6 separate regions of the Mus musculus genome follow, and all the other regions are linked to region 2. A link is a contact called in public Hi-C, HiChIP or PLAC-seq and Micro-C data. All regions are on one chromosome and are shown on one strand. Each heading gives the region's core, a stretch centred on a gene start, on an enhancer-like site or on the middle of the called end of the contact. The rest is flanking DNA. Distances are from core to core; before and after follow the strand shown. Region 1 overlaps Gfra1 (glial cell line derived neurotrophic factor family receptor alpha 1). Region 2 holds the start of Gfra1 (glial cell line derived neurotrophic factor family receptor alpha 1). Region 3 has its middle 34 kb from the start of 1810007D17Rik. Region 4 overlaps Gfra1 (glial cell line derived neurotrophic factor family receptor alpha 1). Region 5 overlaps Gfra1 (glial cell line derived neurotrophic factor family receptor alpha 1). Region 6 overlaps Ccdc172 (coiled-coil domain containing 172).

The links. HiChIP or PLAC-seq counts read pairs in DNA pulled down with a chosen protein or histone mark. Hi-C and Micro-C count contacts between places; a contact is called where the count stands out from the background.
Region 1: a contact with region 2 is called in an H3K4me3 HiChIP or PLAC-seq map of embryonic hindbrain, with 3 times the contacts expected there. The contact joins the enhancer-like site here to the promoter of Gfra1 in region 2. A contact is called at or near these places in 14 of 39 promoter capture datasets (the 3T3-L1 cell line, the C10 cell line, embryonic stem cells and 7 more), 2 of 15 datasets of contacts at CTCF or cohesin (large pre-B cells and pro-B cells), 27 of 484 Hi-C or Micro-C datasets (DN2 thymocytes, DN3 thymocytes, LSK cells and 15 more), 17 of 115 datasets of contacts at active chromatin or transcription factors (T-cell acute lymphoblastic leukemia, astrocytes, embryonic hindbrain and 10 more) and 1 of 9 other capture datasets (embryonic trunk).
Region 3: a Micro-C map of embryonic stem cells shows a contact between it and region 2, with 3 times the contacts expected there. The contact joins the enhancer-like site here to the promoter of Gfra1 in region 2. A contact is called at or near these places in 3 of 39 promoter capture datasets (hippocampal neurons and liver), 1 of 15 datasets of contacts at CTCF or cohesin (the NIH/3T3 cell line) and 5 of 484 Hi-C or Micro-C datasets (the NIH/3T3 cell line, cerebral cortex, embryonic fibroblasts and 1 more).
Region 4: a BATF HiChIP or PLAC-seq map of CD8 T cells shows a contact between it and region 2, with 6 read pairs. The contact joins the enhancer-like site here to the promoter of Gfra1 in region 2. A contact is called at or near these places in 14 of 39 promoter capture datasets (the 3T3-L1 cell line, the C10 cell line, cranial neural crest and 9 more), 1 of 15 datasets of contacts at CTCF or cohesin (large pre-B cells), 13 of 484 Hi-C or Micro-C datasets (the AML12 cell line, B cells, the N1E-115 cell line and 8 more) and 12 of 115 datasets of contacts at active chromatin or transcription factors (CD8 T cells, astrocytes, craniofacial prominence and 9 more).
Region 5: a Hi-C map of the N1E-115 cell line shows a contact between it and region 2, with 4 times the contacts expected there. The contact joins the enhancer-like site here to the promoter of Gfra1 in region 2. A contact is called at or near these places in 18 of 39 promoter capture datasets (the 3T3-L1 cell line, the C10 cell line, HPC-7-derived erythroid cells and 11 more), 1 of 15 datasets of contacts at CTCF or cohesin (the NIH/3T3 cell line), 17 of 484 Hi-C or Micro-C datasets (the AML12 cell line, the C10 cell line, the C2C12 cell line and 8 more), 17 of 115 datasets of contacts at active chromatin or transcription factors (T-cell acute lymphoblastic leukemia, a beta-TC-6 cell line, bone marrow-derived macrophages and 12 more) and 2 of 9 other capture datasets (embryonic stem cells and pancreatic islet).
Region 6: a contact with region 2 is called in a CTCF HiChIP or PLAC-seq map of the NIH/3T3 cell line, with 16 read pairs. The contact joins the enhancer-like site here to the promoter of Gfra1 in region 2. A contact is called at or near these places in 7 of 39 promoter capture datasets (the 3T3-L1 cell line, cancer-associated fibroblasts, hippocampal neurons and 2 more), 2 of 15 datasets of contacts at CTCF or cohesin (both in the NIH/3T3 cell line), 25 of 484 Hi-C or Micro-C datasets (the AML12 cell line, the C2C12 cell line, the N1E-115 cell line and 13 more), 2 of 115 datasets of contacts at active chromatin or transcription factors (astrocytes and embryonic fibroblasts) and 1 of 9 other capture datasets (macrophages).

The regions. Positions count from the first base shown.
Region 1 is chr19:58,380,820-58,384,657 of GRCm38.p6, reverse strand. The region is part of intron 5 of Gfra1 (glial cell line derived neurotrophic factor family receptor alpha 1); the gene reads left to right. Among named protein-coding and RNA genes, the nearest start is that of Gfra1, 73 kb to the left of the region's middle. Within about 2 kb of position 2,012, at least 8 of the 459 cell types and tissues checked have an H3K27ac peak or open chromatin away from gene starts, as enhancers often do.
Region 2 is chr19:58,453,983-58,457,573 of GRCm38.p6, reverse strand. Gfra1 (glial cell line derived neurotrophic factor family receptor alpha 1) reads left to right here and starts at 2,176. Exons shown (of 11, transcript NM_010279.3): 1 at 2,176-2,376; 2 at 2,980-3,265. The coding sequence starts at 3,226. It overlaps Gm41876 (a long non-coding RNA gene), which reads right to left and starts at 1,425. Exons shown (of 3, transcript XR_877966.1): 1 at 1,363-1,425.
Region 3 is chr19:58,570,912-58,574,624 of GRCm38.p6, reverse strand. No RefSeq gene overlaps it. Among named protein-coding and RNA genes, the nearest start is that of 1810007D17Rik, 34 kb to the left of the region's middle. Within about 2 kb of position 2,219, at least 7 of the 459 cell types and tissues checked have an H3K27ac peak or open chromatin away from gene starts, as enhancers often do. A contact at or near this core is called in embryonic stem cells, where this site is marked.
Region 4 is chr19:58,356,776-58,360,294 of GRCm38.p6, reverse strand. The region is part of intron 5 of Gfra1 (glial cell line derived neurotrophic factor family receptor alpha 1); the gene reads left to right. Among named protein-coding and RNA genes, the nearest start is that of Gm10007, 62 kb to the right of the region's middle. Within about 2 kb of position 1,379, at least 18 of the 459 cell types and tissues checked have an H3K27ac peak or open chromatin away from gene starts, as enhancers often do. A contact at or near this core is called in CD8 T cells, where this site is marked.
Region 5 is chr19:58,333,603-58,337,095 of GRCm38.p6, reverse strand. All of the region lies in intron 5 of Gfra1 (glial cell line derived neurotrophic factor family receptor alpha 1), which reads left to right. Among named protein-coding and RNA genes, the nearest start is that of Gm10007, 39 kb to the right of the region's middle. Within about 2 kb of position 1,280, at least 11 of the 459 cell types and tissues checked have an H3K27ac peak or open chromatin away from gene starts, as enhancers often do. A contact at or near this core is called in the N1E-115 cell line, where this site is marked.
Region 6 is chr19:58,548,436-58,552,170 of GRCm38.p6, reverse strand. It overlaps Ccdc172 (coiled-coil domain containing 172), which reads right to left. Exons shown (of 9, transcript NM_029372.3): 8 at 656-743. Among named protein-coding and RNA genes, the nearest start is that of Ccdc172, 38 kb to the right of the region's middle. Within about 2 kb of position 1,425, at least 13 of the 459 cell types and tissues checked have an H3K27ac peak or open chromatin away from gene starts, as enhancers often do. A contact at or near this core is called in the C2C12 cell line and the NIH/3T3 cell line, where this site is marked.

The DNA of each region.
Region 1 (3,838 bases), core at 763-3,262, 73 kb after region 2:
TCCGTTTGTTAATTTATGTATATTTGCTAAAATGTATTAAGTGCTCATACTGGCTGGTTTTGTGTGTCAACTTGACACAAGCTAGAGTTATCACAGAGAAAGGAGTTTCAGGTGAGGAAATGCCTCCATGAGATCCAGCTGTAAGGCATTTTCTCAATTAGTGATCAAGGGGGGAGGATCTCTTGTGGGTGGTGTCATTCCCGGGCTGGTAGTCTTGGGTTCTATAAGAAAGCAAGCTGAGCAAGCCAGTAAAGACCATCCCTCCATGGCCTCTGCATCAGCTCCTGCTTCCTGACCTGCTTGAGTTCCAGTCCTGACTTCCTTTGGTGATGAACAGCAGTATGGAAGTGTAAGCCGAACAAACCCTTTCCTCCCCAATTTGCTTCTTGGTCATGATGTTTGTGCAGGAATAGAAACCCTGACTAAGACAGTTCTCATAATAATTTATAATACCAATTAATATGAACTCATGGATATTTATTTTATACTCTGTGTTATCAATATGCTATTAATTTCCTTGCTTAATTAATTTGCTCCCATTTGGGGCACTGGAAACCTCTTGAGATACACACACACACACACACACATACATGCATGCAAATATATTTGCATCTCTATACTATATTGTGCATAGCACCAAAAGATGACCCAGACTTACTTCCCAGCACAGTCTCACAGTTACTTCCCTATTGTGCTCTTGTTGCTTTGCTGGGACAGTGATTCTAGAAACTAAAATCTGGGTATGGTTTGACTTGTCACTACTGGAGTATCATTTCATTTAGATCCTCCTGGCTGGCAGCACAACACACACACACACACACACACACACACACACACACACACACACACACACACGTTGACCTCTGAAAAATGCCCATCTGTAAATATCTCTGAGTTAGCCAAGTATTCCTTTGTTAAATGGAGCACATGTCACAGGAGTCTCCAGCTCAGTCCATTACCATAAAGATAATGCTGACCGTCTGTTCTTGTTGTTTCAGAGGCTCCTCTGGGCCAGGACTTGGGCCCAGGTTGTCTGAGTCCAACTTCTTCCACCCTCCCTTGTCCTAATTCATACAGAAGGAGCAAGTCGTACACTCCCAGTGGGACCCTCTTCAAAGCATCACATGACTGGACAAGCAGGGAAGGGCAGGTTCAATGTGTTCCTCTCTGCTTCCACACCTGACCCAGGCTTGTTTTCCTGACTCCTCCAACACTCTATTAGCTTGGAAGTAAACTGTGGGCTTGCCATGGCTGGAGTCGGGACATGTTGCTTGGAGGCTTGCCTCTGAGTGGAGCACTGTCCTTTTGTTCACTTTATCTCGGGTCAGTCAGGGACAAAGCAGCTGGTCTGTTTATGGCATTCTGCATGTTGAGGGCTCACATCCCGGTGCCTTCCTTGGATGGATTTATCCTCTTGAGGAACAAATTCAGAGACATACCCTTTACATCTACAACCTTGGTCTCAGGATAGATGATGAGAATTTGTGTCAGGCAGGGAGTTGTTACATATATGAGGTTAGTGCTAAAGGAACTGCAGCTTGGGCTTGTAAATTTTAAATCATCCCTCGCTTTTTGATGCATGGTATTAATTTGGCTACTGTGGAACTTGGTATATAGACCAGATTGGTCTCAAATGCACAGTGATCTATGTGCCTCCACCTCTGAAGTGCTAGAATTAAAGGCCTGTAATACCTATCATGCCTAGCATTTTAAATTGCTATAACAATTTAAAATGACTCAGACACATTTTTATTAATTAAAAGGGAGTCATTATATTCAACACATTTTGCCAGTGAACAATAAGTTTATTTATCCTGTAACATAAAACTCTATGCTCTGGGATTTGAAGGACTCTTGGAAAGCATTTTCTGCATATTTCTGTTGTTCAAGTGTTTTCCTTGCAATAAGTTACCAAGATGTTTGAAGAAATGGTTGGAAAGGGGCAGGTGAACAATGTGGGTGATAACAAACTTCGCAACCCAACACCTTCAACTTTTGAAGCATTGGTTGTGTGAAGTACTGTTAGGCATCATCATGGAAAAGAACTGGGGACTCTGTCGGCCGGTGCCAGCGGCAGGTATTGCCGTCTATGGCACGTCTCACAGATTTGCGGAGCAAACATCTCAGATGTCATGGTTTCCTCCAGGACTCAGATTAACAGCAGACCACCAAACAGTGACAGTGGCCTTTTTATGGTAAGCTTGGTCACTGAGTTGGTCATTCCTTTCTGTCATATACAACCTGTCTATAGATTGCATGGGACAACCAAGAGTTGGTTTGTTGTTGTGACATAGAGTGAAAGAGGAGAGCAGTTCAAGGTGACATTTTGTTTCTTAGGCTTTGGCTTTGGTAAGCTCATGAGATCATCCACTTAATGAGCCTTTTAACCTTTCCAATGAGCTTCAAGTGCCGAATGAACACTGACTGGACCGTGTGGAGCTCCTTGGCAGCTTCTCGTGGATCAGCCTTCATGATTGCTCTTGGTTGGCCATGGTCAACTTCCAGTGGCCTCTCACCATGCTGTGCTTGGGCCCCATCTCTTCTGCAGAGTTGCTGGGCTGCCACTGTGCCACATGTCCATTACCAGTTCCGGGTCAAACGCCTTGTTAATTTGGAGAGTTGTCTCTGTAGCTTTAGGACCCATCTTTAACTTGAAGAAGAAAAATCACTCAATTTGCTTTTTGCCTAACATCCTTTCCATAGTATAAAATAAATAGAAAATAAGCAGCAAGTTATAAGTTGTTATCAAAGGACATAAAGTAAGAATGCGCATTACAACAATGTATATAAATAACCTCATTTATTAAGAATGTATTCCAGTATTAAACTGTAAATTTTAATAATGCAAAAACTTACAGTTATTTTACACCAAACTAATATTTATCTGTTTGGTCTGGCCCCAACCACCAGTTTCTTCCACTTTCTTCTCTCTGACTTCCCTTCCCAGATGCCCATGCTGGTGAACAGCCCCCTCTAGTTGGAGAATTCTGACTTGGAGACATCTGTGCTTGCTGTATCTAGCTGGTGGGCATGTATCTTCCTGCTAGATCTACGTGCTTCCTAATTTCTTGTGACACCTTCAGTAGTACCCTGCCTCTCTTCACCCTAGTACTCAAGGGCTGGAGGCTGGATCATCCATAGTCAGGATCATAGCAGCGTGTGGCTTGCTGGGGTCTATATAGCATTCCAGGCCACCATAGTTGCTGCAACGCATAGTCGGAGTTAGGGTTTCTATTAGCTGTGATAATGACCATGACCAAAATAACTTGGGAACAAAAGGGTTTATCTCAACCTATGGCTTGTAGTCTGTCATTCAGGGAAGTTGGGGCAGGAGGAATTCAAGGCAGCAACCTGGAGGCAGGGGCAGAGGCCAGTGGAGGAGTGCTCCTGACTGGCTTGCTCCCCATGTCTTTCCCAGCCTGCTTTGTCCTACAAGTCCAGAACCACTCACCCCAGGGCTGGCACCACCCACAATGATCTGGGCACTCCCACATCCATCATAAATGAAGAAAATACCTCACAGGCTTGCCCACAGGCCAATCTTGGGGAAGCATTTTCTCAATCGATGTTCCTCTTCCCAAATGACTCTTGCTTGTGTCAAGCTGACACAGAGGCAGCCAGCACACACAAGCTTTGTTTGTAGCCGAGGTCATCTTTTGAGGAGCAGTTTCCAAGTTGATTAAAATGTGTTCTTAGGTCCAGGAAGATGGCTCACAGGATATACAGAGCTTGCTTGCAGTGTGAATGTGAAGGCCTGGAACGCCGTTCTAAAGGGCAGCCAGGGGCTGAGCAGTTAGAAAGGAACGGCCCCATCTCAGGTGGCGAATGGGGATGGGGG
Region 2 (3,591 bases), core at 927-3,426:
ATATCTATATTTATTATATATTATGTAAATATTTATATATTTATCATATATTGAAGGCTAGAGTGAAGAAGGGGTATGTAATATTCTTGAAGCCATAACTATTTTCGAAAGAGTCCTTTATTCCACATTTAGAGAACTTTAGACCAGTCTTTCCTTTTCTGTTAAAAGTAGATTTTAACTAACTCCCTAGGATTAAGTAGAATAACCAAGTGTTTTCCCAACAAAAAAATATTTGGAATAGACTTAGCTAGTGTCTTAAATGAAACTTAACTATTCTTCAACCACCCAAAGTGGTCCCCAAAGAAAAGCACTGAATTGACAGAGAAAAATATTCCCACTCACTTATGAAATAGGACAACGGAGGGGGGTTTTATGTTTTCAGCATCAATGGGAGTCTTCAGCTAAGTCTTCTCATTAACATCCACTTCCTGGAGATTTTTGCCTTGGTGTGAAAATATGGAAATCTGCTTCTGTACGCAGAGACACTGATTGGAAGACTCAATTCCATCTCCCACAGTAGTTCCACCCTGTAGACTTCTGACTATCGCTAGAGAAAGAACTTAAGTAGCCCTTGGATCGAACCATCTGTCGCAAAAAAAATGTGACATATGCTTTCTTTGTTTACTCAACGACGGAGTGTAAACTGATACACTGAACTGGAAATCTGTGTAAGTCTGGTGTGATTGAATGTGACACCGGGGGAGGGGTTCCTGGCGAAGGCTTCAGACACTTCATACCTGCCCCTGAGGAACACGTGCAAGGCAAAGGAGGAGCTAGCACTGGCGGGATGTCCCCTGGGTTCAGGTTGCTCACAGAGGCACAGACTCTTTGAGGACTCCAAACAATGCTACAGCCGCCACAGCTGAAGGGCACGCCTGGCTGATGTGTACTTGAATGGAGGGCTACCCATCCCTCCTCCTCTTCTCCCGGCCCTTACGCCTTAAACTAAAGCCTTTGCCCTTTTCAATTAACACTCTGGATCAAAAAAAGAGCGTCTCTTTTTTTGTTCTCCTTGGCGGCCCATTGTCTGTGGTGATGGGTTTGCAGATTTGACAGCTGGGCTCATAGATTCGATTCAAACTCTGTTTTCCTGAGAGATGATGAACTTGGACATAGAAAAGATCTCTGACACAAGCCCCAAGCAGCGAGCTGGTCGGTCAAACACTACTACGGACATACTCTAGACAGATCTCTGGACCCCTAAAGGACAGCGGGTGTCACGGAGAGCGGGGTTCAGCAGCATCGCTGGAGCGATCCTTGAAGTTGGGGTGAAGGGCTGTGGATGTGTTCTGTTTATAAAATGTTTTTGAAAAAAAATTTACTCTTGAAACAGTAAAGATGGAAATCATCTTATAAAATTACCTAAAGCTGGGTCTGATCAGACTTCAGTGCAGTGGGCTGGGGTGGACTTTGCTTTGTCTCGCTGTCATACCAGGAGGAGAGAGGTGCATGAGCTCGCACAAGCATTTTATCAATGGGTGGGTGCATCCCGGATCGCCGCTCAGGGCTTAGGTCTGAGTGAGTCTGAATCTTGCCAAGTCTTGAGTCACAGCCGCGAATGACGTGGAGAAAAAAAAACAACTTTGTGTTCAAAAGGGTCTGGATGGGTTGCTGTGTTGCACTAAAGAAAGAGCCCTTGTGCACTGAAGGGGGTGGGGGTGCGCAGTCTCCGCGACGGCGGCGGCGTAGCGCTGCGGGTCCTGAGCCTGCTTGCCTGTTGGCCTTGGGTCCCACCGCCAGCCAGCCTGTAAGTCTGCTGTGGCGGACGGAGGAACTGCGCTTCACAGAAGAGCCGGCCCTGCGCTGCCCGGAGGCAGGAGCAGAAGCAGCCTGAGGGGCCTTTAGCCAAAACCAATCTGGGCATGCTATCCTCCCACCGCTTCCAATAACCGCTGACATCCCTACCGGGCATCGAGCCGGGGCGGGGAGGTCTGCTCGGAAATCGTCCTGGCCAACTCTGTCCTCCGAGCTGTAGCAGATTGTGGCATCGTTTTTTTACCTAGCACAGAGAAAGTGAGGCCGGAAAGAGAAAGAGGAGGCGGGGACACCCCAAAGAATAAATAAACAAACACTGGCTACTCGCTGCAGCTGGACACCGGTCAATTGGGTTCAGGTTCGTGGCATTTAGAGTTTTCTCATTCCACTTGAGAACCCATCGCCACCTCCCCTCCAGCCATCCCTTTCCATTTTGCTGGCGTCCTCCAACTTTGGGGCCAGGGGGGCGCTAGTGGTGCGGGGCTGCACCTGCTGGGGTGTGCAGATGCTGTGGACTAGCTCGCTCTCACGGGGCAGTGGTGTGGATGCACAGGAGTTCGGGCGCTAGGCAAGTGCGTGTGAAGCACTGAAGTCTAGGAAGGAGCCCAGGATGAGCGGCAGGTAGGAGTAGGGGCGGAGAAGCCAGGTTTCAGTACCAGGCGGGATGCGGGATGTCAGTTTCCTCTTGCCGGACTGCCTGGGAAGAGAGGCTCGTCCAGGGGAGGGGATGACGGTGACTGGGGTAGCGATCGGTGGCCGGGGACAGAAGAGCTAGAACGCTAGTGATCGAGCCAGCAAGTGAGTGGTCGGGCGAGAGCCAGGGAGGGCGGCCAACTTCCCGGAGCCGGAGCAGGGTCTTGGTCCAGCGGGGTTGGCTAAGAAGCCTTCGCCACCGAGGCTCCGACTCCGGGCAGCGCCAGCTAGCTTCCGGCGCTTGCTCTGAAAGTAATGGTTATTTATTTGCTTGCGTTCAGCCTCTTGGGTTGTGCGCGATATCCTCCAGCTTTGAACGTTGGGAGCCCTAGCGGACCTTACCAGCTCCAGAACCCGGGTTCCGGAGCTTCCTCGTGCCCGTAATAGATGAATTCGCACCTCCTGCTCTCGGACCCGAGTGGGGGTAGCGTTGAGAAGTCCCCCGAGGCGGGAGCGGGGGAGGGGAGAGGGGCGGGAGCTGGAGGCTTCAGCACTCTGGGCTCTCATTTCAAAGCGCGCTCTTCCTTCCAGGTTGGGTCGGAACTGAACCCCTAAAAGCGGGTCCGCCTCCCGCCCTCGCGCCCGCTCGGAGCTGAGTCCCTGGCGGCGGTGGGCGGCAGAGCAACGGGGAGTCTGCTCTCACCCTGGATGGAGCTTAACTTTGAGTGGCCAGAGGAGCGCAGTCGCCCGGGGATCTCTGCACGCTGAGCTCTCTCCGCGAGATCCGGTGGCGGCTTTGGATTTTGGGGGGGCGGGGACCAGCTGCGCGGCGGCACCATGTTCCTAGCCACTCTGTACTTCGTGCTGCCACTCCTGGGTAAGTCGAGACCGCTGCTGGCTTTCTCATCCAGAGTCTTTCATTGGGGGGTCCCTTGCGGCAGCCACTCCAGAATTGCGGGTGGGTGCCTTGAGTGTGGGTGGAAGAAGTTTCGCTAGGGGGTGAAGAGGTTCAAGAATCTCTGGGATTGGGAAGCAGTGCTGGCGCGTCTTTGAGCGGTTGATTTTATTTTGCCGTGTTTAAAGGGGGTGAGAAACAAAACAAAACAAAAACTAATAACCCAGCCTGGTGGAAAATTGAGGGGTCGTAGGCTTCCATCCCAGGGCGTTACTCCCCTTTGGAAGTCGGAGCTCCCTGAGACGCTC
Region 3 (3,713 bases), core at 970-3,469, 120 kb before region 2:
CATATACATGAAACATGTATATGTATATGAATATGTGTATAAAACATGCATACACATGATACTGTCATTCACTATTATAGCAGCAGAAACCTATTGCCCAGTTAGCAGAACACAGGAAATGTGCGCACCAGAAGCAAGGAAAGTGAATCTGACTCCAGCTATGGTCTTCTAAAGCTTCACCTGCAGTTCAAGGATACAGCTAGTGAATTCTCAGTGTATCCTCACCCTCAGTGAGTGCATCCTCACCCACAGTGAGTGCATCCTCACCCTCAGCGAGTGCATCCTCACCCTCAGTGAGTGCATCCTCACCCACAGTGAGTGCACCCTCACCCTCAGAGAGTCAATCCTCACCCACAGCGAGTGCATCCTCACCCACAGCGAGTGCATCCTCACCCACAGTGAGTGCATCCTCACCCACAGTGAGTGCATCCTCACCCACAGCGAGTACATCCTCACCCTCAGCGAGTGCATCCTCACCCACAGTGAGTGCATCCTCACCCACAGTGAGTGCATCCTCACCCTCAGAGAGTCAATCCTCACCCACAGCGAGTGCATCCTCACCCACAGCGAGTGCATCCTCACCCACAGCGAGTGCATCCTCACCCACAGCGAGTGCATCCTCACCCACAGTGAGTGCATCCTCACCCACAGCGAGTGCATCCTCACCCACAGTGAGTGCATCCTCACCCACAGGGAGTGCATCCTCACCCACAGTGAGTGCATCCTCACCCTCAGAGAGTCAATCCTCACCCACAGTGAGTGCATCCTCACCCTCAGAGAGTCAATCCTCACCCACAGTGAGTGCATCCTCACCCACAGCGAGTGCATCCTCACCCACAGCGAGTGCATCCTCACCCACAGCAGAACACAGGAAATGTGCGCACCAGAAGCAAGGAAAGTGAATCTGACTCCAGCTATGGTCTTCTAAAGCTTCACCTGCTCTTATGATGAGGATTTAGCAACATAACATACAGGGCTGGATATGAAGATCCTTTCTGTCTGGCTTTAAGAATGTCTTCCTTATATGTGGCCTCAGGGCAGAGGGAAATGGAGGTAGTTCTCCATGACCAACCAGCAGTGTGCTAGCCCGTGGGCATCAGTCAACAGTAGATTCTTTCTCTCAGGGTCAGAGTACTGGCCAGTACAAGATCCAAGATGGCTAAGGATGGTTCAGAGCACATCAGGAGCAAACCAGACACGGGGCAGCTTTGGAACTTATCCTATTAAATAAATCATTAGGCATACATGACATCTACGATGCATGTACATTCTAAGCTGCTTTCTGTCCTAATGGAAGAGTGTGTGTTTTTGGCTTGTGCACAGAGAGAAGCAGTAGTGACAGGTTTAGTGAGAGCAGCTGAGCATGGTGAGCAGTGGGGCTATGGTTGGGTGAACAGGAGTCAAAGGGAATTCAGCTTTACTCACAAGGAGTCAGCCATCAGTCTGAGACAGCAAGGATCAAGCAAGGACAATGTTCAGACCGTCCTGCTAATCAAGAGTTACAGGGAATAAAATAAAATAAAATAAAATAAAATGATAAGCTGACAGAGATCCGCCAGTGTCATGCATACCTCCTGATGTCCACAATGGCTCACAAGAACGCAATCCAAAGGTGTGGAAAGTAAAACCACTGTCTCTGGCCCTGAGCCACCGGCACAGACGTTTATACAACAGTCATACTTGTAGTTACTCACAGCTGACAGATTGCTGGACAAGGCAGCTTCTGAGCTGAGCCTGAGAGAACAAACAGCTTGTTTTGGTTAATAATGGGCAGTTTGTGAAATCAGAGATTATTTGAGCTACTCACCCGATTATCTCCATCAGTCACTCAGCCAAAGTCATCGCACTGGTCACTGTCAGTGACCCCAGCACTCCACAGACTTCGACTGTCATGTCCCATCTTAAAAGTCTGTCCAGGAAAGAAAGACAAGTGGCTCTGCTCTGGATTGGTCAAATGAAAAAATGTCTACCCCAGCAAACTCGGTGGTACCGAAGCCACAAAGGGCTTCACTCGAGATTAGAATCACTGTAGAGTCTGAGGGCTTTGACACTGGGCTTTTCTTTTGTTCTGTTTTTGCTTTATTGTGTAGATGAGTGTCTGATCTACTACTCTCATTTAACCCCGAATATCCTGGTCTTGGAAGTTAGGTAGGGCAGGTCCTGGTTACTGCTTGGGAGAACCTAGACTCTTGCTGGCCACCAGTCAGAGGCCGGATACACATCAGTAGAATGCTAATATAGAGCACACAGGAAAGACCCTGGAGCTTCCTCAGTCTGATAAAGGGCACTGCAGAGCAAGCTACAGCCAACATTACACTTAATAACCAAACATTAAATTCTTTTCCCATAGGACAGAATCAGGGCAAGGATATCTGAGCTCACATTCACTCGTTATTTGTATCACACAGTGTGCAATAAGACAAAAAGAAAAAAAAAGGCGTCTAAGTTGAAAAATATTAACAGATGCTAGTTTGTAAAATCCTATAGACTCTTAGAACTCAGTAGAACTAAGATGCAAACTCAGCAAGATACACAACAATGTTACAAATTACATTTACACTTGCAGTGAATAATTACATAATGAAGTTTAAAGAGATACTAAGTTAAAAGCTATAAAGCACATAAAATACTTTTAAAAATATCTTCCTTGTATCTTACAAAAATACACAAGAAAAGTCTGAAAAGAAAAGCCTGAAAAGCTACTTAGTCCTAATGCAGCTAAGAAGAGAGAAAGCCATATTTCAGAATCAGCGGGTCTCCAACTTAGCATATGGACTCAGTGAAATCCCCTTTCAGATGTTAAGATGAGTGACTTTAAATTTTAAAAGGAATTGCAAAGAACCAGAAAAGCAAGGCAGTCCTGACAAAGGTTAAATTGGTAGAGTCCCATTGCCTAAGATCAAGATTAACTCTCCTGTAGTCCAAATACTATGGAGGGGACTAGAGGGATGGTGCACTAGCTAAGAGCGTGTACTGCTCTCACAGAGGACCTGAGTTCAATTCCCAGCACCACACTGAGCATCTCACAACCCTCTGCACCTCCAGATCCAAGGAGAAGATCTGGTGCCTCCAGCCTTCAAGGGCACCTGCACTCACACATGTAATTAAAAATAATCTTAAAAGGAAAAAGACATTGTGATGTGGTACAAATATGATATGGAACAAAACAAGCAGTTAAAGAGACCTAAGCCTTGGTGCTGCAGGATCAGAAACTGACTGGACAGGCAGAAGGGCAAATGAGGGCACTGGGAAACTTTCCTATGGTGACCGATGTTCAAGGACATTATGGTCAAATGTTTGTATTTGTCAAAACCTACTGAGCACAACAATTGTGATGGCTGTTTGCAAAAACAGAAGATAGCAAGTGTTGGTGAAAATGGGAAATGCTGGTAGGAATGTAAAATAATGCTGTTGCTATGGAAATCAGCAGGACCTTCATTAAAAAAAATACAGAATTGCCATCCAGTTTGGTAATTCACTTACTAAATTACTATTTACCAATTATAGCTACACAACGATGTAAATATACTGTACTTAAACATGATTAAAATGTTCAATTAAAAAATCCACTCAATGTATGATATCATTTAATTCCGCCAATTCTGTTTGGTTTTTGTTGGGATGACCTGTCAATCAGTGGAAGTCGGGTATTGCAGTCACCCACTACTGTTGTGCTAGGCTTGTGAGTTTATCTTTAGGAGTTCTTCATAATG
Region 4 (3,519 bases), core at 130-2,629, 96 kb after region 2:
TTCTTCAGCTCATCCCTCCCTGCCCACCACTTGGGTTTGTGTTTTTGTACATGTGTGTTCTTGAGCAAGGTAGGTTTTATATGCTTATTTTTTTTTAATGTACGTGCTATTGTATTAGTAATTTCTTAACTCATTTATATCCAAACTGTTCTGGAAAGAGAGGCCCATTGGACACGCAGACTTTGTGTGCCCCGGTACAGGGGAACGCCAGGGCCAAAGGGGGGGAGTGGGTGGGTAGGGGAGTGGGGGTGGGTGGGTAAGGGGGACTTTTGGTATAGCATTGGAAATGTAAATGAGCTAAATACCTAATAAAAAATGGAAAAAAAAAAAAAAGAATATAATCAAGACAGAAGTTGGCCAATAAGGAAACATAGCAAAAGCTCTGTAAAAAAAAAAAAAAAAAAAAAAAAATAAACTGAACATGGTTCCAAAAAAAAAAAAAAAAAAAAAAAAATGAGCCCAGGTTTTGGTATGTTGTATAACTTGCACATAGCCTTTTCTTTGGAAATTTTTGTGAAGCAGGAACAGCGGGGCCACCTCTATGTAAACACCCCAGGCTTGCACACAGCCGCAGAAGCATCTTCTGTAGGAGGACCTAATCGAGGACTTTCTGAGAGACGAAAAAAGGCTGGTGCGGGCAGTGCCAGCCAATCGGGAACTGCTGTTTAGAAGAGATGCTTTCTTGGGACCAATGGGACACAGGTGGAGGGTATTAAAGGCACTTGCAGCAGCATTCAGATGACCTTGCTGCAATGTTTCTCACCTGCTCTGAGAGTCTGTGTTGGGACTCTGAGCCACCTCACCTCCAACCCCCAAGGACAGGTAGGGTAGGGCAGCAAGCAGTTCAGGGTACAGGCAGCATCTGGCACACCAGGAAGGGAGGAAGGAAGGAGGGAGGGAGGGAGGGAGGGAGGGAGGGAGGGAGGGAGGGAGGGAGGGAGGGAGGGAAGGGAGGGAGGGAGGGAGGGAGGGAGGGAGGGAGGAAGGAAGGAAGGAAGGAAGGAAGGAGCAAGCAAGGGTGAATAGCTTACTGAGGTGCTACTGTGACCATTTCACAATAAATAAACTAAGATCTGAAGTACTTATGCTGATGTAGATGGCTGAGTTAGGCCTTCCCCCTTATCCCTGGCCCAAGGCTCTTCCCACTGCCAGCCCAATGATATCAATTTTCAGAAGCCCAGTGATGACTGCCTGTAAAACCATCTGGGGGTGGGGGGTGTTGTCCTGGTTGCCTCCTCTCAGGTCCTTGGAGCAAAGCACACCATTCTGCCTTTGCTGGCTCTCTTGCTTGGTTCTCTCGTTTTTCATCCTATGACTGCTCACAAACTCTTTTCTACCTGCTCCTTGTTACTAAGCAGGAGTGAGCAGCACCTCCCACACAAGAGCAGAGTGATACCGCAAGTGATTCTTGCAGGCACAAGGATAAATTCGTACAGACATAGGGATGATAACGTCTTTGTTCATAGATCCTCAGAAATGAGCTCATTATTACCGCCCACCTCAAGGGCTTCATCAAAATCGACTGTACTGGGAAACACGGTGTTTTATGGAGGAGTGAGGAGCACTAGCTTCACACAGTGACTTAGAAGGAACCCGTGACCGACCCCTCCAGGCGAAAATTACTGCTCTATAGAAACGAGTCAGAAAATGGAACAAAGAAGCGTCCTAGAAAAGAGGGACTGCGCATGCGCACATGCTCGCACTCACGCGCACCTAAAGCGTAGACTAGAGAGGACATTGTTGGAGGGGATGACCATGGGGCAAGGGTAGCAGTTCTGTTCAAACAAAACCTTGTCTTCCTATGGTTCAAACCTACAGTTAAAAACCAAGCAGAAACATCAGTGCTGGAGCGCACCCCTCACCTCAAAGGGAATAAGAAGCAGCTTACCCTACTCAAATAAGAGAGTCCATCGCCTAAGAACAGAAGTTTGGGTCGCCCCAAACTCTACGTTCCAGTATGGTTTCATTTCATGGTTTTTAGTAACAAAACAAAGGAAATGACTCAGCGGTAGGTGCGGTGCTTTCGAGGAACCTCAGTCACAGACACCACAGAGCGTGGCTAAGAGGAGCGTAGGGAGGTATCAGGAGAGTTCTGTGATGACCACTGGCTGGAGTAGAAGCAAGAAAACGGGGGCAAAGTTGCTAGTCTTATTACCAGAAAAGTTACGAATTTGGTGACAGAGGTTGTCGAGAGTGAGTGCTGATACGGTCCCTGAATTACATCTGTTGTCAGTGACACTGTTACTAGCACTCTTCACTTAGTGTTGGAATACTAAGACTGAGAGTCAGTATTGATGAAGATCTTCGAGGCACGGAATTTATCAAAGAACCCAACCTTCTTGGAAAACATGTCAAGTAGTGCAGATTCGCAAAAGAAAGTTTCATATTTGTGAGGACAGTCTAGTATTTGGCTTTTATTTATGTTCCCGCACGCTACGCAAATAGCTTTTCTGTCCAGTGTGCTGGAATTTATGCCACAGAGTCTTATTACAATATTGTAAATTGAACTATGCATGAATTTTCCTTCGGAGCTGATACTATTTTTTTTTTCCCTGAGTATTCACCTCAGCCAGGAACTTTAAAATCTTTTGAGTCAGAAGGTGTTGTCTTGAGTTAATCATGTATTTGTTTGCAAAGAAATATTTTCTGACAAGCTTGGATTGCAGTAATGATTATTAAGGAATCTAATTCATTTGACAGAGCATGTATTGTCAGAATTGCAAACTCTGAGTGGAGGAAACAAGGTATTTCCTCTGTGTGGTCTGCTTTGCTTAGTGGGTGACATCTTGCTTGTAGCATCTCAAGGGGCCCCGTGCAGCCTCTGGACTGGGGACCTAGAGAACTCCAGAGTTTGTATTTTGCCTTTCTGTGGGCACACAGCTTGCACCTGTATATATGATGTCTGCTCCCTTCTGAGCACAGCCTTTCAGACTCTTCTGGGGGTGGAGGGCAGGGATGGGACAAGGTGGCATCTGCTGGGAGGCTTGCCCAGTTTTGTTTCTGGTATTTCATCTGTGTGGAGTTTGCATGGGGAGTTTTAATATCTGTGAAGTTCTTAGGTTCTCACTGGACATAGGCTTGATGCGTTAAGCCATATCTGGAGACTGGGACCGTGAGGTACTTTGAGACTGCTTAGATGTGGGCTGTGCATTGTCTTCTTGCCTGGGATATATTCCACTTCCCTCTGCTCAGAGCAGTTCCCACTCCAGGACCACTGTTCCCTGTGCAGGAATGAAAACACAGACCATGGAAGCCTCAGCACTCCAGATGGCACAAAGTACAGCAGTGCTCACAGGGCCTCAAGGGACAGACAGTGACAAGGAAAGGATGACCTATCACGCTGATAGCCTCCAAACTGGGAGCGGGAGCCCTAACTCTGCAGGAGAAGCAGGGTAGTATTTCTGTTTGCTGTCTTGCTATCAAGAACGTTTCTCTTGTTTTAATCTATCAGGCTAGAAACACATACAACATCACGGATGACTCAGGTCAATGCCGAGTAGAACTGCCCCACCTCCCGAT
Region 5 (3,493 bases), core at 31-2,530, 120 kb after region 2:
GCAGGCAATGGCGTTCTTCAAGGATGGATAGTAAATCTCCAGAAGGACAAGCAGAGCCCAGGGCGTAGAGGCCGTGTGCTCTGAAGCATGAAGGCGCGAATGAGGAACCTCCGAACCCTTCCCAGTGGCTAGAAGGCATAGGTCCACAGGAAGCAAGATAGAGGAGGGAAGTTGCCCCCACTGCCAGTGTCAGCACACAGGGCTGTCCTCCATAGCCAGGTAATGATTTAGAAAGGTGAAGTTTGTGGCATTCTTACCCCTCCTGTGTATCCCATGCCCAGCTCCAGGCTCTTAGGGTTTGGGGCCTTGAGGGAGTCACTAATACAGGACTTTGACATCCACAAGGAGGGCAACCTGATGAACTTTACGCTCACATGGGGTGGCTGGAAGGCTAACACCAGAGGAAGTGTTTGGATTAACCTTTCCCCTATGGTGTTGCTGTTTGAAAACACCTTTTGAGTTCCCACCTTATTATTCCTCCTTCCTGGGAGAGAGCAAAGCAGGTTACAATTGTGTCCACTATGACTTGATTATCTGGAGACAGCCCAGCTCCTAAACTCTGGAGGAAAAAAAAATGGTTCTGGGGGAGAGGCAGTTTGTAATTAGTGGGCCTTGGTACATTGGTGATGTTAGATTTATCAAGAGGGTGCCCCTTGCCCCACACCAGAGGAGGAGATGACGACCCCGCCCTCTAGTTTGGAAACACAATAGGTACAATTCCAATTAAAGAACAAAGGGGAAGCTTCGAGAGCCTGCAGTGAAATACCATCTCTAATTGGGTTTTACTTCCACAATAGCACAGATTAAATGCAGAACATCAACATAACCTTTCCATTGGCCGCCTTTGTCAGCCCCCAAACAGACGGTTAACATGATTTATAGTTTCCTTTTTATTGTAGTGCTTCACTATCTAATTGGAATCAGATCACCAAACTGTTTCATAAACAACCTGGAATTGAGGTATTTGTTTGGACCAGTGCAGAAAATAAATAAACAATATATGGGGGTGGTTGGCATGGTGGATCAAAGCTGAGTGCCTTGCCACACAGGGTTGGGGGTGGAGAGCAGGGATGGGAGCAGGGTTGGAGGTGGGGAGGGGGAGAAGGGGTGGGGGCAGGGGTGGGGATCGGGGAGGGGGGGTGATTGAACGGCTGAGTTTAATAACAAAGGGTGGTTCTAGCTGTTTTCAGCATTCAGGTCTCCACTTACCCTCCGATTCTGAGTGAATTCTTCAGAAAGCTGAGGAAAACCATTTAACCCCCTAACTTCGTTTGAAATGGCTCCTAATGACCTGTAATTTCCTCTGTTGAAGCGGTCCCATTACATCAATCAGATTGATGCAGCAGTGACAGATTATCCTCATTAAATGGAATATTCTTTTGTTGTCTTTCCCCATGGACCCTTGGGACTGTCACCGGGAACAGGCACCGGTCAGACTGTGGCTCAAGTCCCTGGTTTTGGTGGTAAACTTTGTGGCCTTGGTCTGTAGTGTGGGCCACCCAGGCATGTGTGGGATGGGGCAGTCTTCTTGTTTGCTTTTTCTTTTTTAAGTAGCTGTCTGCTGAGCCTGAACCTATAGAGAGTTTTCCCTCTCCCAGCCTGCAAGGTCCACCAACCAGAGCAAGTCTTTGCAGCCATCTCTTTTTACTGGGAACTTTTGCGGCTCTGGCTCAGCCTACCACTCCCGCGTGCGTTCAGTGTGAAGACCCGGTACCTGTGAGGCAGACTGTTGTCTTTCTGACAGCTAGACCTTCTATTTATTATGAGGTTCTGGGTGAAGCAGTACCCTCCTGTGTGTGTGTGTGTGTGTGTGTGTGTATGCGCGCGCGCGCGCGCGCCCTGACTGCCTGCCTGCACATGTTTGAGCACATGTGTGGAAACCTGAAGTCAGCCTCTGCTGTCATCCTTGGCTTTGTAGACATGTCTCTCACTGGCCTGGAAATTACCGTGTATGTGTGAGCCTGGCTGGCCCCAGGATCTGCTTGTCTCCTCCTCAGTCATAGGATTATAAATGCATGCCTGTGCTTTGTTTTAAGTGGATTCTAGGGACGGAGCTCCGGTCCTCCTGCTTGCACAGTGGATCCTTCACTAGCCGAGCCGTCTCCCTGGCCCTTTATCTCGCATAGTCACCCATATAAGCTTGTACTCTGGAAATTAGTTCTTTGTTTCCATAGGGACCTTCTTTAGATGTCTGCAGATCACTCGTCCCATGGCCACCTACCCTCTGAGGAGAAGTAGATGCCAGGTGACATTCGTTAGTAGTCTCCTCCCTTCCTCTACTAGAAGGTGAGGGTGACTGAAGCCCTGTGTTTGCAGCAGAACACAGGGTGTGGGAGCCCAGAGACTACGTAATGCACTTTGCTCCGCCAGTCTTCAGCCTTGGGACCTTGCGGTTTTGCCTGTTGTGACTACGTCCCTATTTTCAATATGGGAAGAATGACACATCTTTCGTAGAATTGCTAGGAGGAGGAGATGAGCGGACGTCGGTCACACAGTTATGATATCTAAAGTTGTTGGCATGTAGTCTAAGCCCCGCCCCACAGTTACCTGGCAATAGCCAGGTGTGCCCGACTCGCTGTAAAAGGGGCCGCTTGTCCTCACCTCTCTCTCTTCTCTTCTCCTCTTGCTCCTGCTCCCTTTTCCTCTCCCCCTCCCCATTCCACTCCCCTGCCTCTCAGTGTACTCATGGCTGGCCTCTACTCTCTCTACTCTCTCTTTTTCTGTGTGTCTGTATCTCTCTCTGTCTATCTCTTTCTCTTAATTCCCTCCCCGTGCCATGAATAAACTCTATACTATACCATCATGTGGCTGGTACCTGGCAGTGGTTGAGGGATGGAAGGGATGGCTCAGCATGGGCCCGCAGAGGCACCTCCTTCCCCCATGCCATACCAAGTCTCCACCAAACATATTCCTTCTTCCTTATCTTTTTAGAAAACTCAAAAAAAAGTGATTATATTTGAGAATAACAAGAGCCTTAAGCTTACTATATCTGGTGTGTAAACATTGCAAAGAGAGATGCGAGACACTATATTTGTGTTCCCCGATAACTCCCAGCAGGGTTACTTTGAAGCTGGCTCATCCTGTATGTGGAACTGCCCCCAACTGATTCACAGAGGTGGCCAAGGGCATAAAGGCCAGGACCTGTAGAATGGGGAGGTTGGCTAAGACAGGAATACCGTCATCTTATGCGAAGCCACATGCTCATTGTCCACCCCAGTCTGACATCTCTTGGACATGAGTGCTCAGTAAGCATTTGAGGCAATCACGTCAGGAACTGCTACACTGGGATCTAACTTTGAGTGAAGCTCACAGAACAGGTACACAGCAAGGCGTGATTTTTAAAAACTGAGCCTAGCTCCAAGTTCATCATATACATGTGAGAGTCCCCTAATATAACCCTTACCCAGGTTGGAGCTACAAATATTGCAGCAATGAAAGCCGGGCATGGTGGCACACTCCTTTAATCCCAGCACTCGGAAAACAGAGGCAGGCA
Region 6 (3,735 bases), core at 176-2,675, 95 kb before region 2:
ACATGCTAGATGAATGTACAACTACCCAGCTACATAGCCAACCTACACTCATTTTTTAAAGAGACCATAACACATTTACCTAAATTTAGTACAGCAATAATTCTGAGGATTTTTGACTCAGGTTTTCCAAAGTTCTTGTAGAAATTATGAAACAAAACATAATTCTAACAGTTTAAACAAGCAAATGCTTAAGAGTATATAACACCCTCTAAACCATTAAGATACACTATAGCAAACCCTGCTCTCATCTCTACCTTAGTTACAGGCAGAGCTCTCACAGAACCTGAACACCTACAGCTCTAAGATCATGGTGGGCTGTAGTAGAAAGCTCGGGATTAGATGTAGTCAGCATGGTTCACGCCTGCTAGAAGCTGAGGTGACCAAGCCTTAGACACCAGGGCAGAACTGTCTCAGTGGAAGGATGGGAGGTTGGATGGGTTAGAACTCAGCATGAAGCCATCCTGCTTTCCTTGGTGACATGGTGCTGCCCCTCCAGGAGTTTAAAACACCTTACAACACCTTACAGTTTACATCCTGACTTTGCTTTCACTCCCTTGCTTGTGGGGTTTTGCAGAGGTGCAATGCCCTAGGTAAAGCCTGGCTTCGCAGCAGCAGAGACTGCTGGAGAGAGGGGAAGAGAGCAGCAGGGGCTTACCAACTCCAGGAGGTCTACTTCTGCTTGGAGAGCTCTGTAGACACTTTCCATGTCTTCTGCTTTATACAGATCTAACTCCCTTTTAAGCCTGTCTTAAGGGAAAATCGCTCCATTAGTTTGATACTAAACTTTTACAATAATTTTATTACATACAGAGTGTCAGGTTTGTATTCTCAAAAAAAAATCAGGATTCAAGTTAAAAACCCAAAGTATTTAGAAAAATTTACTCTATGATTCTATATAAACTACATAAAATTTTGAAAAGAAACTTCCTTTAAAAATAAGGCAGAAAATAAATCACAGATAAGTCACAGTAATGTAAGAAGTCCTGGTGGGTTAATGTGACGAGGGCAGAATTCTGTCTAAAGACTTTTGAGTAGTTCTCCTGAGGAGCTAAACACATGGGTGAGTCATTGGCTTCCCGGATCCTAATACGAAACTTAAGTAAAGAAATTACTTGTGACATTTGTTTTTGCTCTAAAATGAAAGACAACATATAATACATATATAATTACACTGTATGAGTCTGGAATGAAACATTAGATTTTATTTTTACCAATTGTATCTTTAAATTTTTGAATAACTTATTGAATATAAAGATTATTTTTGTCTGAATTCAATGTGGAGATTAGGAAAGAAGCTCTCTTCCATCTTGAGAAATGACTAATGGTTTTATCCCACAAAGAAAAACATCAGCCAAAGCCCTAGGCTGTAGCAAGGGGTGAAACATGAGGCCTGGCTCTACCTGGTTTGTGTGAATCTGAGGGCAGAGGCCACAAGCAAGAATGCTCTCATCAGGCTAAGCAACTCAGCTGCGACAAGATGACAGATACAGTCACCTCACCCTTGGCCAAGCCCCAACCCTCAAGGAAAAGGTGCTTAGATCAGCTTTTCTCCCTGTGAGCCAACAACAGCTACTGGAAGTCCTCTTTGAGGGCAGCCTATCCACACTCAGACCCATGGGGCTTCCACAGATGCACAGTAAACAACAAACTTGCAGTAAACATCACCAAGCACACCAGTAAGAAAATCTAGTACAATCAGCAGATGCAAGAAGCAGGCAATATCTAAATCTGAAAGAACTACAATTCAACAAAAAACATGAAAAATGGACACAAAATAAGCATAAGAAAACCTTCAACTCTTTTCTTTCAATTTTTTATTAGATATTTTCTTCATTTACATTTCAAATGCTATCCTGAAAGATCCCTATACCCCCCCCACCCTGCTCCCCTACCCACCCACTCCCACTTCTTGGCCCTGGCATTCCCCTGTACTGGGGCATATAAAGTTTGCAAGACCAAGGGGCCTCTCTTCCCAATGATGGCCAACTAGACCATCTTCTGCTACATATGCAGCTAGAGACACAAGCTCTGGGGGTACTGGTTAGTCCATATTGTTCCACCTGTAGGGTTGCAGACCCCTTCAGCTCCTTGGGTACTTTCTCTAGCTCCGCCATTGGGGGCCCTGTGTTCCATCCAATAGATGACTATGAGCATCCACTTCTGTATTTGTCAGGCACTGGCATAGCCTCATACGAGACAGCTATATCAGGGTCCTTTCAGCAAAAATCTTTCTGGCATATGCAATAGTGTCTGGGTTTGGTGGCTGATTATGGGATGGGTAGTCTCTGGATGGTCCATTCTTTCGTCTCTGCTCCAAACTTTGTCTCTGTAACTCCTTCCATGGGTATTTTGTTCCCTATTCTAAGGAGGAATAAAGTATCCACACTTTGGTCTTCCTTCTTCTTGATAGAAAACCTCCAACTCTTAGCAGGTTATTTGTAACAGCTATCCATTGTCTAATAAGAATATGAGATAGTGTCAACTGTGTCAGTAACTAGGGACACACCAAGGAACAGCCAGGGGGAAGGGCAAAGGCCATGGTATTCCAGAGGCAGGAGCAGGTGGAGTTAGTTCTGCATGAGCCAGGCTAGCCAGAGCTCCATAGTGAGACCCAACTCAGTAAGGAAAAGGAGAAGGGGAAGGGGGGTGGGGGCAGGAGGGGAGGGGACAGGAGGGGAGGGGACAGGAGGGGAGAGGAGGTAGGAAGGTGGAACTGCACTGCCTGGTGCAGGATACTTCATCCCTCCCTTTTACCTTTAACTCACATCTTCATACTTAAGGTTTTATGGGGTTTTTGGTAGGAACCATGTGCAGCCTGTATTACTCTTTAATATGAAAATCTCTCATTTTTTACTGGCATGTTACAGACATTTACACATATTATAGTTACTTATATGGTAGGATTCAAAATATAGTTTTTTTCTAGTTGTTTTCTGTTTATCCTATAGGTTTCCCTCCCCTCCCCTCCCATCTATAATGGGGGCACTTATTATCTCCTCTACAGACTTTTTTATTACAGCTACTTTTTATTTATTTTTTATTTATTTCATTTTTGAGACAGGGCTTCTCAGTATGACCAGCCCTGGCTGTCCTGGAACTCACTTTGTAGACCAGGCTGTCCTTGAACTCAGAGATCTGCCTGCCCCTGCCTCCTGAGTGCTGGGATTAAAGGTGTGCACTACCACCTCCTGGCTTTATTATACTTACTTTAAAACTTTTATATAGCTCACAGTGGCGTTTAGAGCACACACTTGGAACTGTTTTATCGAGTAATACGACACTGCTGTGCTTAGAGAGAAGAATGTTGCAGCAATATATTTTTCATTTTCCCCTAAGTTTTTTATTCTATTGCCATCACCAGACATTTCCCATATATTATACATCTAATATATATATAGGGCTAATTTGCCTCTGTTACTTGTTTTCTAAAGTGACTTACACTCACAGCATTTTATATTTACCTATGCCCAGCTGTGTCTGGAGCTAACACTACCTTTCTACTTGGAATCCCATCCTTCCCCTTGGAAACCTTACTGCAGCCTCCGTCTTTAGAGTGCTCTGTACTGCTGAGGATTCAGTTGACTCACGTTTGCCTGCACTACGTTAGCTGGACAGCTCTCATGGCCAGTCAGTGTGACATGTCTTCTGGTTACATCATTTCAGATAAGAGGTCTCATTCTTGTCTTTCCTTTTAGCCAATGTGTCTTTATCTCTTTTTCCTCTTCTTTTCTGCAC